Linked DNA regions of Zea mays: region 2 is linked to region 1. A link is a contact called in public Hi-C data. All regions are on one chromosome and are shown on one strand. The core of a region is the stretch at or near the end of the contact, and the rest is flanking DNA. Distances in the headings are between cores, read along the strand shown. Region 1 holds the start of LOC100274270 (50S ribosomal protein L19, chloroplastic-like). Region 2 has its middle 19 kb from the start of LOC100191817.

Region 1 (7,455 bases), core at 1,841-4,340:
ACATGTACAACTAGTACTCTAAACACATCGAAAGCTCCTATACATACTAGTGAGCAAAACATGCAAAGCCTAAGCAACATTAGCAATAAACTAGCACTACTCAACTAGCAAAGTTATACAAGCTAAATTGAAGAGGTATTGACCACTTTGTGTTCCACTTAACTACACAAGCTAATACAGGTGTCGACCACTTTGTGTTCCACACCTGCACACAAACACAACCAAGAGACATATTGCACACACACACACACACTCAATGGTTACTGTCCAAACTCAATCAAAGGGAATCATCTCCTAAAGTCATTCTCAGTGATGAGTTTTAATGCACTATTTTCAATGCTGTCACATTAGATTTAAACTAAATAATCATGTATGCAGGGTTTCATCCCCATGAAACTCTATCATCTCACACCAAACTCTCTCTATATCTCTACTCTTAATTACATTGTCATATCACCAAGCATGATGATGTATCACCATATTTAATGAGTATGAAACTCCAATTAAGAATGACCTAACAATCATTCATCACAAACTCGACGCACAAGAGTACATAACCTTGTATTTGCAAATTCATAATAACAAGGTGCTAGTATGAATTTTGTACACTGACAACAAACAAAACATTGCGCTAAGCCAAGTATGCTATAAAGCTGTAGATATTACATATCTGATACCCAGAGATTACAGTGAAATATGATGATATCGATAGGGAAGTGAAAAAAAGGTTTAAGAGAAATCGAGATGGTGGTGGAAAAGTTGTTCTGTCAGCATATCTGATTTCACTTGAATGTTGAAAAGCGGGGAAGCTTGTCTTTCAGGTAGTACAACTTTGCTCTCCTCACTTTCTTGTGCCTGATAACCGTGATTTCCTTGATCCTGGGTGAGTACCTGCAATGAAATATGCAGGTGCAGTCACCAAATTTGCTGCAATTATTCCGAGTTTGAAGTTTCAAGCATTTAGCATGCGTGGTAAGTGACCGTAACGTATCTAATTAAATTGTTAATCATTACTGAAAAACAGAACTGCAGGTAACCACATAACTGGGAAAAAAGGTATTTTCCATCTGCTGAAAACATAGAATAACACATAACAGTACATAATAGATAGCTAAGTCCATTTGCATACACACAAAAGGGGTAAATTGATGGCCAAGTTGACAAAAAAAATAAGGAATAATAAACTCTGCAATTATAGTGCTTAATCTCAATGCATTTTCTTTTGAAAAAAAAACTGAAGTTCACATAGGTATAGCAAAACAAAGTGTCATGGTATAATGGGAGTATGGGATAATTGTTCAGCATGACAAGAGGCCACCGCAAATATTTGAATGCTTCTGATCCTATGTGATAGCTCTTCAGTTTCGCTCATATGATTATAGTTCCAGAAGAAGCAGAATGTTAATGAACTTATAAAGAAGGAAGAAGGAAGAGGATCAAAGAATGGTTCAGGTAGAGGTACCACATTTATCCGGTTTCGTAAATCTTTTTTTCCTCAAACACGCAGAAGAACTGCGTGTCATTTCATTAAGAAAGAGGGGAGCATACAAAATGTACGAAAAATGGGGCAGACATCAAGAAGGTTCTGTAAATCTTCTGGTATGATACTGAGAGATGATGCATATTGAGCTAGAATGCATGACAATCTATCAGAATTTCAAAAGATTTTGAAGTTCCTCTATGCATTCGTAGGTACTGCAAACTGAACCAACTATATAGACAGCTTAAGCTAAGGTATACCACATAAGGGGGCAGCCCGGTGCATGTGGTACAGCTTGCGCGGGTCAGGGGAAGGGTCGGTCAGACCCATTTGGGTCTATAATACAAAGGTATACCACATATCATGTTCATTATTTCATTGTGTATTTACTTATCAGATTCAATCAACCCAATTCAAAGTGTATCCCATTATGAGAGCACAAAAGTCACAAGATATATAAAGAATGGCATAGCTGCACTCCAAATTTTTAATATACCAGTATTCCAGTAGACTCATATCTATTTTAATATACAGAATGACATAGATCCAGTCAATTGTTTCCATGCATACATAAAAAAAAATTGAGTGCTAATATTTTAACAGTGTCACTGCAAAATATTAAGCAAATATCTACACAGCACAGGTGAACACACAAACAACTTACACTGGGAAGGTAATCTCAACTCCTACACCAGCAATGATCCTTCTGACACGGATTGTGGTGTGAACACCAGCTTTGTGCTTTGCGATGATTATGCCCTTAAAGAGCGACAATCTCCTTTTGTTGGGCCGTTGCTGCAAGATTTGCTTCAGGTATCAATTATTGGCCAATTAGGAATAGACAAAGCATCACACTAAACATGGGAATTTTTACCATCCTAAGCTCAATGATATCGCCAGGCCTCAGATCCGGTACAGTCTTCACCTTCTCAGCCTCCTCAATGAACTGCTTATTCAGAATCTACAACACGAAAATAACCCTATTTACTTCGTCCATTACTAGTTCTAATGGACAGCTGCTTAGAGGCTATGCTGCCAAGAACTAAACAAGCTACTCGTAAGCATTAGTCACAGATAAGTAGAATTATAAAAAGAGTGCAAAGAGATGCTACTCCTCGATAAGACGATAACCTGCTTCCTCACAGCCTAACCTTTTTACAGTATAATTCGCAGCCTATATTTTCACATTACCAGTTCTCCAATACTGGATGCTAATCAACTTTATCATAAGTCCGTGCAAGAAATCCTCACCCCAATTATTTCGCCGAACTTAACCTTCGGCTTGCTCGGCGGCGTCGGTTCCTCCGCCTCCGCCACAGCGACAGACCCCTCGGCCACCTCCTCTTCGGATTCAGCTGAAGTAGTGACAGGCTCCGGTTCTCCAGCTTCGGCACTTGCATCAGCGCGGGGGATTATGTGAGTGATTCGGCGATGGGAAGCGCACAAGGAGAGCCGGTGGAATGAGGAGGCCACGGCTAGGACCTGCGGCGGCGGCGACCGGTGGGATAGGAAGGTTTGGGGAAGCACAACGCCGGAGACGGCGGTGATGGCGGAGGCGGCGGCCATCGTAAGGTTAAGTCGGGCCAACGTGTCAGCGGCGGAGCATGGGACGGAGGAAGGAGGGAGGGGAAGGCGTCGCCGCGGCGGGAGGATTGGGGATAGACGCTATCCTCCTATCTCTTTGTGGGTGGGAGGCTGTGACGCTGCACGCGGGCCCCCAAACTTCTATCCAGAAGTGATATCGGAGCCGTTGGTCCTTTGCGGAGAAAGAGGGAAATGACCTTTGGAACGAAAGAATTTGGCTGCAATTTCAAATTATGATGACGCTTCGGTGGTTAGGAGTGGATTAAATTTTTTTTTGAAGAAGATTAAATTTTTTATTACTCAAAATTGAAAAGAAAGATATTTAATTCTTTCAATCCTCTCAACCACTCTGATTCATGTGTAAACTAACAAGGTCGTGTTAGATTGCGTCCACTAGATCATGTATACGTCTATATAAAACATTGTTATGTGCTATAGATAATATTGTTTACAACGTGAAATTTAAAATAGAAGATAAACTAGAAGAGCTAGTCACGATACTCAGTCTCATATACCGTCACGACCACGATGATGATACCTTTGTTCTTTTTTAGTACTAGAAAATAGTAGCCATAAATAGATATTTCTAAAAATTAAACGTGGGAGCAAAGCCTGCATCCTGTTCGTCCACGTCACCACTTGTCTTGCCAGCCACACGATCTTTATCTGACGTCGAACGAGTCAGCCTCCGGTTACAGCGTTAGAGCCTTCTAGACAAAGTCGTCTTCCCTAGCCACATCAGGTGATTGGTCTCCCACCCCTCGCCGCGTCAAATGAACGCTGGCAAGAGCTCCCCACCTCCATCGTCCCAACAAAAAATGCACCCTTGCTCGTGATGCACTTCCCCTTACTGCCCCTTCCCTGTTGTCGTTCCTTTGCCTCCAAGCAGTGATGTCACGACGCATATCAGTAGGAGCTATTTCCTTCTCCCGTCCCTACCCCCGCCTTAGACGCAGCTCCGCGTCGTCGCCGCCTCCATGCATGCTGCTATCTAGCCACGCGTCGTGCCAGCGTGACTTCATTGTGCGCCTACACCAGCCACACCACGATGTAAACAACACAGCCTCGCCCTGCTCCACCTCCAGCTTCTAGTCTCGCATGGCACCCGCCTACCAAAGTACCAAGAGAGCATCACCCTCGTGTTCTCGCCCGGGTCGGTCGACTTTCTCCTCTGCTCGCGTTGTGCCACGGCCGTCGCATCGCCCTTTACATCGCATATATTTTCTGCATCTCCAGTCGCTCCTTCAGACCTCGCTATACCTCGCCGGAGCTTGGTTCTAATCCGTGGACAAAGGGGAAGGCGGTGAATAAGGGAAAGATAGCGAAGGGGCGACGATACCCACGACGGAAAGCTGGCTCACGTGATGTGCGGGTCAGACGAGTTCAGACCACCGACAGCCACAACCTTGCTGAGCATGTGAGTTCACCGGGTCGCTAATCGTACGCTTGCTGGGCTTAAGCCAAGCTGATGGGAAGCTACTCACTTGAATATTCACTTCCATTGTTCTATTCGATTATGACAGAAAACTTGATTGTATTTTCTATATGTTTTAAACTGTTGTTGTGATGATAGAGGTGCCCAGAAATCTCTCTGTATTAGTCTGCCCCATATCTGTTTTGTTTTTTGGCTCATCTCATACTATACACACCATGTGTTTGTCCAAATGGCTATGACGAAATCATGTTGCAGTACATGGTAATAGAGTAATACTCCCTCTGTTTCTTTTTAGTTGTCGCTGGATAGTTCAATTTTGCACTATCCAGCGACAACTAAAACGAAACGGAGGGAGTAGTTATTTTTTTCAAATGTTGTTTTGTCACAGCCTTAAACTTACTACGTCATTGATATTCATGGTGGCTTAGATCTTGAATGTTTTCAAAATCAACGTGCATACCAAGCAATTCGCAAGTGCAAGTAAGCCAAGTTTAATCTCTACTCGAAAGGATAGTAGTAAAATTGTTGGTTCCACAACATTGCTAATGCAGTTTGGTTCTTTGTGTTTTTTCAATGTACACATTTTTGTTCGGACCTCTTTCTATAAACCACCAATTGTATAATACATTATTCAATTTGATATTTCCTCTGATAAAACACTGTCGGTACCCTGAATCAAGGGTACCCCCTACTACAGTATAAAGATGATGTACACGTGCGACGTCTCCTGGCCGCACGGAGAACGGCACCCGACCCCACCACGTGGACAGGTCTAGGGGCATCATGTGGCAAGGAAAGATGGTACACCCCGGGATGTATCATTGGGTCCGGACCTCCACGGGGGGACACCGGACCCCTGTACACACAACCCGGACCCTCGATTACGGTTCGGGACACCAAAGAAGCCATGTCGGGTCCCCCAGGTTCCTCCGAGTAAGGTCCGGACCTTAGCAAGGTCTCGGGACGGGGGGAACCCCAGCATGAGTAAGGGTCCAGTGCTGGCACGTGTCCAGGCCTTGCCCTGCGCTCCCCGCTCAGGCGGAGACCTGCTGCTGCCGCGTGGCTTGTGGCCCGTGACATAAGCCAATGGTGGAGCCTAACGTAAGGCCTCTAAAGCCGCACGGTCTCTGCATTTATTGCGGAGAGGACGCGCCGCCTGCCACCATGCTGACAGACGATGTGCCCTCTCAGCATTTAATGCGTACTGTCCACTCCGCTGGCAGACGGTGTCAGGGTCATCCTGCAGACGGCACGCCTGTCCAGTCTGTGGTCAAACAGTGCGCCCGTGCCATGCGGCGCACTGTACTCACCATCCCTTATACAAGAAGCTTCCCCTGCACGCCGAGGATACGCAAATCTCGGATGTCAGGGCGCGAGAAGATTGCTCCAGTGGCGAACATTTGTAACTCCAAGTGATATATCCATTATGTCCCTGAGCCCACATGTCGGGGCTCAGTACCTTTGTGCATGCCCCCTTCAACTATAAAAGGGGAGGCATGCGACGTTACAATCAAAGCTCAATCTTTAGACCTATACCCAAGTGATTCAAGACAACTCAAACTCTCAGGCAATACATCACACAGTGGAGTAGGGTATTACGCTCCGGCGGCCCGAACCACTCTAAACCCTTGTGTGTTCTTGTGTTCTTCCCATTTTCCAACAAAACAAGCAAAACGCTTAGGCCCCTCCTCATCTTAGGATTTAGGGCGGGTGCACTCCTCCACCCGGCCGGAGATTTCCTCTCCGACATTTGGCGCGCCAGGTAGGGGGTAGGCTTTAGGTTTTTGCTTGTTTCCTTGCTCAGCATGATGGTGCGGATCGTTGAGCACCGTGCCGAGACTTCGATGGATTTCGAGGTGGAGGAGGAAGCTGCTTCTTCCACACCACTGGTTCCCAACTGCCCTGTGCCGGGCACTGCTACTGTGCACGCCGCACGGCAGCATACGGCTGCACAGACATCCCGGACTCCGTCGAGGGCGACTCCGGGAGCATTGTCAGCAGCCAGGGAGTTGCTGTGACACCCTCCAAGCTCCACAGCCTCACCAAGGGCCATGAAGTAATGGCGGGCCGACGTCGACCAACTGCTCGGCATGGCACACTCTACCTCGACCAGGTCGAGGCCACGGTCATCCCGGCGCCAACATGAGGCGTCAGCATCTGTGCGCTCACCCTCAGTGAGGGGCGCACAGACCAACGACCTTCGAGCAGAACTTGACCGCAGGCATGCGGGAGAGGACGCCAGGGTCTCTTTGGAGAGGGCGCGCGAGCGCCGCAACCTCGATCAAGACTTCGCCGCGGCGGCATCGCAGACACCAATGGGCACTCGGTCCCCAACGGGTGTCCCCTTGGCCGGCGTGGGCTGCGCCGCTCTCGCGGATCATCTCCGCGTGACATCATGGCCACCCAAGTTCCGGCCACACCTGCTGGAAAAGTATGACGGAACGTCAAATCCGTCGGAGTTCCTGCAGGTGTATGTCACCGCTATCACAGCAGCTGGTGGGAACACCGCTGTGATGGCAACATATTTTCATGTCGCCTTGTCTGGTCCTGCCCGGACTTGGCTCATGAACCTCGCCCTAGGGTCAATCTACTCCTGGGAAGAGCTCTGTGCGCGATTCGTAGCGAACTTCGCCAGTGCTTACCAGCAACACGGTGTGGAGGCCCACCTCCACGCGGTGAGGCAGGAGCCCGGGGAGGCTCTTCGGACGTTCATCTCTCGCTTCACCAAGGTGCGAGGTACTATACCTCGCATTTCCGATGCTTCCATCATCACGGCCTTCCATCAGGGAGTACATGATGAGAAAATGTTGGAGAAGTTGGCCACGCACGACATGGAAACTGTCCCCACACTCTTCGCTCTGGCCGACAAATGTGCCAGAGCCGCCGAGGGCCGTGCATGGCACTCGGCCCCACAAACCGGGGCTGCCCAATCGGGTGGCTCGGGTGCCGTCCCCTG
Region 2 (7,557 bases), core at 2,258-4,757, 180 kb after region 1:
CTGTCCGGTGGTGCACCGGACAGTGTCCGGTGCGCCAGGCTGCCTCGGCCGAAGAGGCCGCTCTCGGGAATTTGCTGTCGGCGTACGGCTAAAATTCACCGGACTGTCCGGTGTGCACCGGACTGTCCGGTGAGCCAACGGTCGGCCGGGCCAACGGTCCGCCGCGGATTCTGCGCGCGACACGTGGCCAAGCCAACGGTCGGAAGGGGGCACCGGACTGTCCGGTGTGCACCGGACATGTCCGATGCGCCAACGGCTCCCAGATCTGCAACGGTCGGCTTCGCCATTTAAGGAAAGGAATCGGGCACCGGACACTGTCCGGTGTGCACCGGACTGTCCGGTGCGCCCGATGACAGAAGGCAAGGATGGCCTTCCAGATTTGTTCTCAACGGCTCCTAGCTGCCTTGGGGCTATAAAAGGGACCCCTAGGCGCATGGAGGAGTACACCAAGCATTCCTACAACATTCCTAAGCACCAAGACATCGATCTCACGCATTCGTTTCATTGTGATAGCATCTAGAGCTCTTGTTGAGTTGCGAACTCTTTGAGTTGTGTTGCGAGCTCTTGTTGCGACTTGTGTGCGTGTTGTTGCTCTGATCTTTTGAAGTCTTGTGTGCGTTGCTCATTCTCCCTTTGCTCTGTGTTCTTTGTGAACTTCAATTGTAAGGGCGAGAGGCTCCAAGTTGTGGAGATTCCTCGCAAACGGGATTGAGAAAAAGCAAGCAAAACACCGTGGTATTCAAGTGGGTCTTTGGACCGCTTGAGAGGGGTTGATTGCAACCCTCGTCCGTTGGGACGCCACAACGTGGAGTAGGCAAGCGTTGGTCTTGGCCGAACCACGGGATAAACCACTGTGTCGTCTCTGTGATTGATCTCTTGTGGTATTGTGTTTTGTTGAGACTCCTTTCTAGCCACTTGGCATTTATTGTGCTAACACTTAACAAGTTTTTGTGGCTATAAGTTTAAGTTTCACAGGATCACCTATTCACCCCCCCCCCTCTAGGTGCTCTCAGTAATGACCGTCCATTTTCTGTCTTATGGCTAGTAACGGACGACTCATATGGCACGTCGGTTCTGCCTGGCTGTAATGGCTGTCAGTTTCTGGTTCTTATAGTGATCGTTATTGTCTGTTCCCTTTTCCTCTGCGCATGTACAAATACGGTGGAGTTGGACGCTCTTATGGTTACACGCGAACAGTCTCTCAAACGTGTTGCACTCAGCCAATTCCTGTCCCACCTTCTGCGAGCACAGAGAGAGTGGGAGAGCAGGCCTCCAAAATCGCCGTTCGCAGAGCTACACTTGCACGGATGTGCTAGCGATCAGGTTTTTGGAAGCGTACTCGTGACTGCTCGCTCTGTTCGCTCGACCAACGCTGATCGGTTCTTCGTTGTCGGCGCCGTTCAAGGGACTGCACTTCGTACATTTGCCTGCATCGACTACGTACGACTACATCGAACATACACACGAGATGTCTATTGTGAATGGAGTCGTTGATGCCTTGAGCATCGGTCACTCCGCAGGGTACATTCTGTTCTTCGTAATTGTACATGTTTTACTGTTGTTTTTACTGCTTATGCGAGTAGTCATACACACATGTTTTAAAGTTTATAAATTTCAGGTTTCGCTTATTCACCCCCCTCTAGTGTCAATATGGTATAAAAGAAGGACTACAATGCGTCACATAATAATAAAATGAAGAATGCGCACCATGTCACCTCTATCGAAAAGATTCTTTTTAGTGGCTCACTTTTATGTCGAGATGGCTATAAACTTGTGTTCGAGTCTAATAAATGTATACTGTCAAAGTATGAAACATTTGTTAGAAAAGGCTATGATAGTGGAGGCTTGTTCCGCTTATCTTTGCATTATGCGTGTAATAAGTCTGTGAACAATGTTATTTCGGTTGAGTCGTATATTTGGCACTCACGAGTTTGTCACAACAATTTTGGTTGTGTCTCGCGGTTAGCAAATTTAAATTTAATCCCGAAATTTGATTTAGTCAAAGGTTTTAAGTGTGAGGTGTGCGTGCAATCTAAGCAACCTCGCAAGCCTCATAAGGCTGCGGAAGCGAGGAACTTGGCACCACTAGACTTAATACATTCCAATTTGTCTGAGATGAATGGAATATTGACTAAAGGAGGCAAATGATATTTTATTACTTTTATCGATGGTTGTACTAGATTTTGTTATGTGTATCTCTTAAAATCAAAAGACAAAGCTTTGCATTATTTTAAGACCTACAAAACTGAAGTTGAAAATCAACTAGAGAGGAAGATTAAACGGTTGAGGTCTGATCGTGGTCGAGAATATTTTTCGGGTGATTTTTTCTGTTTTAGTGTGGAACATGGTATTATTCATGAGGGGACACAGCCATACTCACCACAATCCAATGGGGTTGCTAAAATAAAGAATCGTACTCTAACTGATTTGGTTAACGCCATGTTAGAAACTTCAGGACTATCTATGGAATGGTGGGGTGAGGTGATCTTGACGGCATGTCATATCCTGAATAAAGTTCCCACAAAAAACAAAGAAATCACCTCATTCGAGAAATGGGAAAAGAAGAAATTAAATATCTTCTATTTGAACACCTGGGGTTGTTTGGCTAAAGTGAATGTGCCAATTAACAAGAAGCGCAATTTAGGTTCGGGTCGTGGCTCGTGGTAAATCGGACCTTGGTCCGAATATTCCTTCCTAACGGCCGTATATTTTGCATGGAGTAATGACCGTCCCTTTCATATCTTATGGCTAGTAACGGACGACTCTTATGGCACGTCGGTTTCTGGCTGGCTGTAATGGCGGTCAGTTTCTGGTTCTTACGGCGACCGTTATTGTCCGTTTCCCTCCCTCTGCGCGTGTACAAATACGGTAGAGGTGGACGCTCTTCTGGTTACACGCGAACAGTCTCTCAAACGTGTTGCACCCAGCCCATTCCCGTCCCACATTCTGAGAGCACAGAGAGAGTGTGAGAGCAGGCCTCCGAAATCGCCGTCCGCAGAGCTACATTTGCACGGGTGTGTGGGCGATCGGGTTTTTGGGGAGCGTACTCGCGACTGCTCGCTCCGTCCGCTCGACCATCGTTGATCCGGTTCTTCGTTGTCGGCGCCGTTCGGGTGACTCCACTGCGTATATCTGTCTGCATCGACTGCGTACGACTACATCGAACATACACACGAGATGTCTCATGTGAATGGAGCCAATGATATCTCGAGCATCGGTCCCTTCACAGGGTACATTCTGTTCTTCGTAATTGTGCGTGTTTTACTGTTGTTTACTGCTTATGCGAGTAGTCATATACACATGCACACACACGTAGTCAAATACATGATACTGATTTTGTGTATTAAATTAAAACGGATATTGTCTATTTTTCTAACACGTTCTGCACAGTATCCAATAGTTGGCGGTCTATATTTCTCCTAATTGAACTATTGGAAACGCTTTCACAGCCGACTAGTAGCCCAGTAGGCAGTAGGCAGTACTGGAGGCGACGGAGAAGACGTACCTGGACCGACGCACGCAACGCTGAAATTAGCGATCTCGGTCCTTTGTTTGGGCCGTGTCTGTTTTGGGCTTCTGGGCTCCGATCTTTTTTTCCACCGGAGATCAATGTCGTCTCACGTGTCTTTGAATTTGCTATTCTTTTTCCTCTCCTCGCTCGGAGTTATATTTTACACAGTCCTTCCGTCCGAAAGAACTAAAATAGCGTTTATATGTTTTTTTATTTATCTGGTTAAAATTCGTTTACCTTTTTGTGGACGGATGGAGTGGAAACTCTACGTATGCACGCCGTGTTCATCGACCATTACGAAAAGTCCAAAACGCTGATTTCACTCGATCTGGTTGGTGTCTGGTGCTAGCTAGGTTTAGGCCTAGTTTGGGTACTCTAATATTGACCCTAATCCACATGTGTTGAGGTGGATTGAGGTGTAAATTAGTTTAAGTTACACTCCAATCCACCTCAATACAAGTGGATTGGGGTCAATATTAGAGTACCCAAACTAGGCCTTAGGAGGTAGCCCTTCCCACTCATCTCAAACGCTTCGATCACGGTCACGGAAAGTCTGCTCGGGCCGGCACAGCCCCCGCCGCGTGCACCCAGCATAACATCGCTGTACCATCTGCACAGGTCGGGCCGGCCAGCGACATCTGTTGCCTCGCCGTGCAAGAACGTACAGATCGAGAGGCGGCTTTTGATTCAGCCGTTCGGTCAGTCAGTAGTAGGCGAGAAAAGTAACTATTGCCCGGACGGACTCCAGTTTTCCGGCCGCCAAGTTCCATAACGCTACGGAAAAGGAGCCGGCGGCCGGAGAAAGCTTTCCATGCACCACCCTCTCCTCTTTCTCTTGTGTCTTTGCAGTTGCAGTACAGAAACGCGTCGTCGTACTCGTTCGTCTGGTCTCACCGCACCTCCTGCGCGCACGTACGTCCGTCGTAGTAAACCTAACCCAGCCAGCTGAGCTGTGCTGTGCTGTGCGGTGAATAATGGCCACGCACGCAACGCAACAGTAGCGGTGGTTGAGAGGATCGGAGGAAGACGAAGACTAGGGGGGCCGGGAAGGATCGAAAAGGCGGTGACGGATGGATGGTCGCTTTGCTTTGCTTCCCTTGCAATGCACCCCACCCACCCAACCTTGTCATCACTCTCGCCACGCTACTGTCTCACGTCACTGGGATAAATCAAATGCTAGTAGTGTTTTTCGACCGACCGACCGATCGGCCGGCCGGCTCGCTCGTCGTGCCTCGTTTTTTTTTTCTTTTCCTTTTCCTTTGAGCATGCAATGCAATGGTTCGTGCCTGGTGGAGGAGGTGCAGTGCAGCTAGGTAGCCAGAGCCAGAGCCAGGCCACTAATGCGCGGCTCATAATAATCATTGTACTGCCCGGACTCGAGACCGTGATATTGATCGAGGGAGGGAGGGGTCGTCGTCCAGGCTGTGGTTGGTGCAGTAGGCCTCGTGGTCATGGGCCAGGATCTGTATGATCCAGTTGGTTTGCGAGTCGCTGTCAGCTGCATATATTTATATATATAATTTCCAGTACTGATCGAGCTGAGCTGCAGCAGCGGCCAGCGATCGAGTAGTGACTGACCGCCCAAGGGAGAAGGGACGGCAGCTGCATGCCTGCATGCGCCTGGTTGTGGTTGGTAGGGCGATCGGATCTCTGTGAAAACTATGTGCGTGTGTGGCGGTGTGTGGGCGTACCAATAGCCCATTATCTGCGGATGACACACCTCTGCCTGCCTCTGCCTGTATGGTGTTGTGGAGCTTCAGATGTGCATCAGTGCATGGCCGGGCGCCTCTCTCATCTGCAGTAGTACAATGCTACGCGCCTACAACGTTTGGTGGACGTCTGGTCTCTGCTCGATCTCTCAAAGCTACATAACCTCTACCTACCGCATTGTCTGTAGCCAATTAGCCATACTTGCCTTTTCTGCGCGAACTGAACCTCTGGTGCCTACAGAACTGGACACCTTCACACCTATAGCTTTTAGCCAAGACCACCTGTTTGTTCTGTTTACGATGAGCTCCAATGTACTACAACGCTAGCTAGTACTATACTCAAGTTCTGAAAGGGTCTTATCGAACGTACGATGAGATTTGCACGTACAGATTCGAGCTGCTGGCGGTGGCGCCAAGTGGCTGGACTTGCTTCAGACGTGCACAAGATCGCTGTCATCCTTGACCAGTACGTCGGCCATCAGAGACTACTGCGGGGGGTGGGGGGGGGGGGGGGGGGGGGGGGGGGTTGTTCACGAAAGACTGCGTCTAGCTAATTTGGACGCCCCAACGACGGTCGTTGCTTGCTCTCACGCATGTTTCCATTTCCCGACGATCCCGTCAGTGTCCAATTAGCGATTCGTTGGCGCCTCAAATCACCACGCCAACCGGAGATGCTGCTGCCTCATGCTGCTCTGTTTGCCCTGCCACACGCGTACGCCCGGCAGCACAGCGCAGCCTCGCTAGCTCCTGGGTCACGCAACGCAAGGCCACACCGGCCGGTGCAGTGCTATGCAACTGGCATCTAGCTAAGCGCTGATGATGCTTCGCGCCACACACCAGTGGTTGAGCGATCGATCGATGCATGGATGGATGGGGATCGATCACAATGAAAAGACACGATTAATTGTATCTGTAGGTGTGGTTGGTTGCCATGCATGCATGCAATACCTACCTAAATTTGCTGAAATATAATCTTTAAACGTTCTGATACATTATTATTATTATATATAATGATGATCTGGAAAAGCCGGTTGCTTTGCCTTTACCTTTAGTTAGTAGACCCCCTTTTATGCTTCGTTCTTTAATCATTGATCGGAGGCGGCAGGGTGACATGCTCTTTAATTATTATTATTGTAGTGCTGCTGTTGCATTAGCCAGCCCTTGACGACAGCCTAGAAATGATGGTACACAAGTTTTATGGAAAGGGCATAGCTCCTTTACAGCAGCTAATTTGTTCTCAGTGAACAAATAGTTGTAGGATTTGGACAGGAAGCGGTGAATGAGTTATGCATCTTCAGTTAAACCTAAATAAGATGATAAATGTCAGAGTGGGGCGGGTGGACGGTATGATGTTAGAGCATCTCCAAAAAAAACATAAACTACTCCACAACATATTGGGAAAGCGCACAACAAAGAACAGATCATTATTCTATACCTCTATATAACCCACTAGTTTCAACTTTACAAAACTCACCCAACCAAATCACTCCAACTCATACCCCCCGAATCCACCAAACAAATTGCACAAAAAAAAACACACCCTCGAAATTAATGGTTCAAATGATTCGATAACCCTTCTCTCTCTTACTCAATCAAATCCAATGACCAATGTTATTTGGATCAACCTTCATCTCTCATCCCTCACATGTATGACAACCTAATGCCTCCCTCCTCCTTCACGACCTAGCCACCCTCTCTCCCTCCCCCCCCCCCCCCCCCCCCCCCCCACTCACACCATTACCGGCTCATCCCCCTCCCCGAAATCGTAGCGTTAGCACGGGCATGTAGACCTTTATGGCCCTTTGATCAAGTTTCATGGGGGAATATTATCTTTTGTTTCAGTTGGTCGAGCACATCACCGGCCACCGAGCATCCTCTCCGCGTGGTTATCTAGCCTTGTCTCGCCTTCTCCATTTCTAAGGCCTCACTCTATTTGATCCATCACTATCTTTGTTTGTCATGGCGAACTCTCTGCCTACTATGTTTTCCCCTCACCTTCTTCTTCATCTATGGTGACCCCCTATTGTCAAATCTGCCACCATCTCCCATCATCGTCTAACCCATCTGCTCATAACACCATCGTGCCCTTGAGACAACCTAACTCATCCATTTCTCATGACCGCTAGTCAGCGTAGCCTTGCCACAATGCCCCCCAACCAAACCTATACATGTCCATTTGTGTCGTCTATTACGACAGGGCATGAGTACGATATCATACAACACGGTAAGTTTGGTTGTCTAACCATGTCATGCATGTCAAGGATCGAGCCCAGACATGGCACTAGCAACTCTTACATGTGTCGTGCCAGTACGGTAGGCATGACCTCCACCTCTACA

Evidence for each region. A called contact is a pair of places that touch in the nucleus more often than the background predicts.
Region 2: a Hi-C map of ear shows a contact between it and region 1, with 1.7 times the contacts expected there. The contact joins the enhancer-like site here to the promoter of LOC100274270 in region 1. A contact is called at or near these places in 2 of 25 Hi-C or Micro-C datasets (ear and an unstated tissue).

The regions. Positions count from the first base shown.
Region 1 is chr5:195,083,436-195,090,890 of Zm-B73-REFERENCE-NAM-5.0, forward strand. It overlaps LOC100274270 (50S ribosomal protein L19, chloroplastic-like), which reads right to left and starts at 3,091. Exons shown (of 4, transcript NM_001148634.1): 1 at 2,732-3,091; 2 at 2,355-2,441; 3 at 2,145-2,275; 4 at 373-891. The coding sequence starts at 3,046. The coding sequence ends at 783.
Region 2 is chr5:195,264,299-195,271,855 of Zm-B73-REFERENCE-NAM-5.0, forward strand. No RefSeq gene overlaps it. Among protein-coding and RNA genes, the nearest start is that of LOC100191817, 19 kb to the left of the region's middle. Within about 2 kb of position 3,508, at least 20 of the 20 cell types and tissues checked have an H3K27ac peak or open chromatin away from gene starts, as enhancers often do. A contact at or near this core is called in ear, where this site is marked.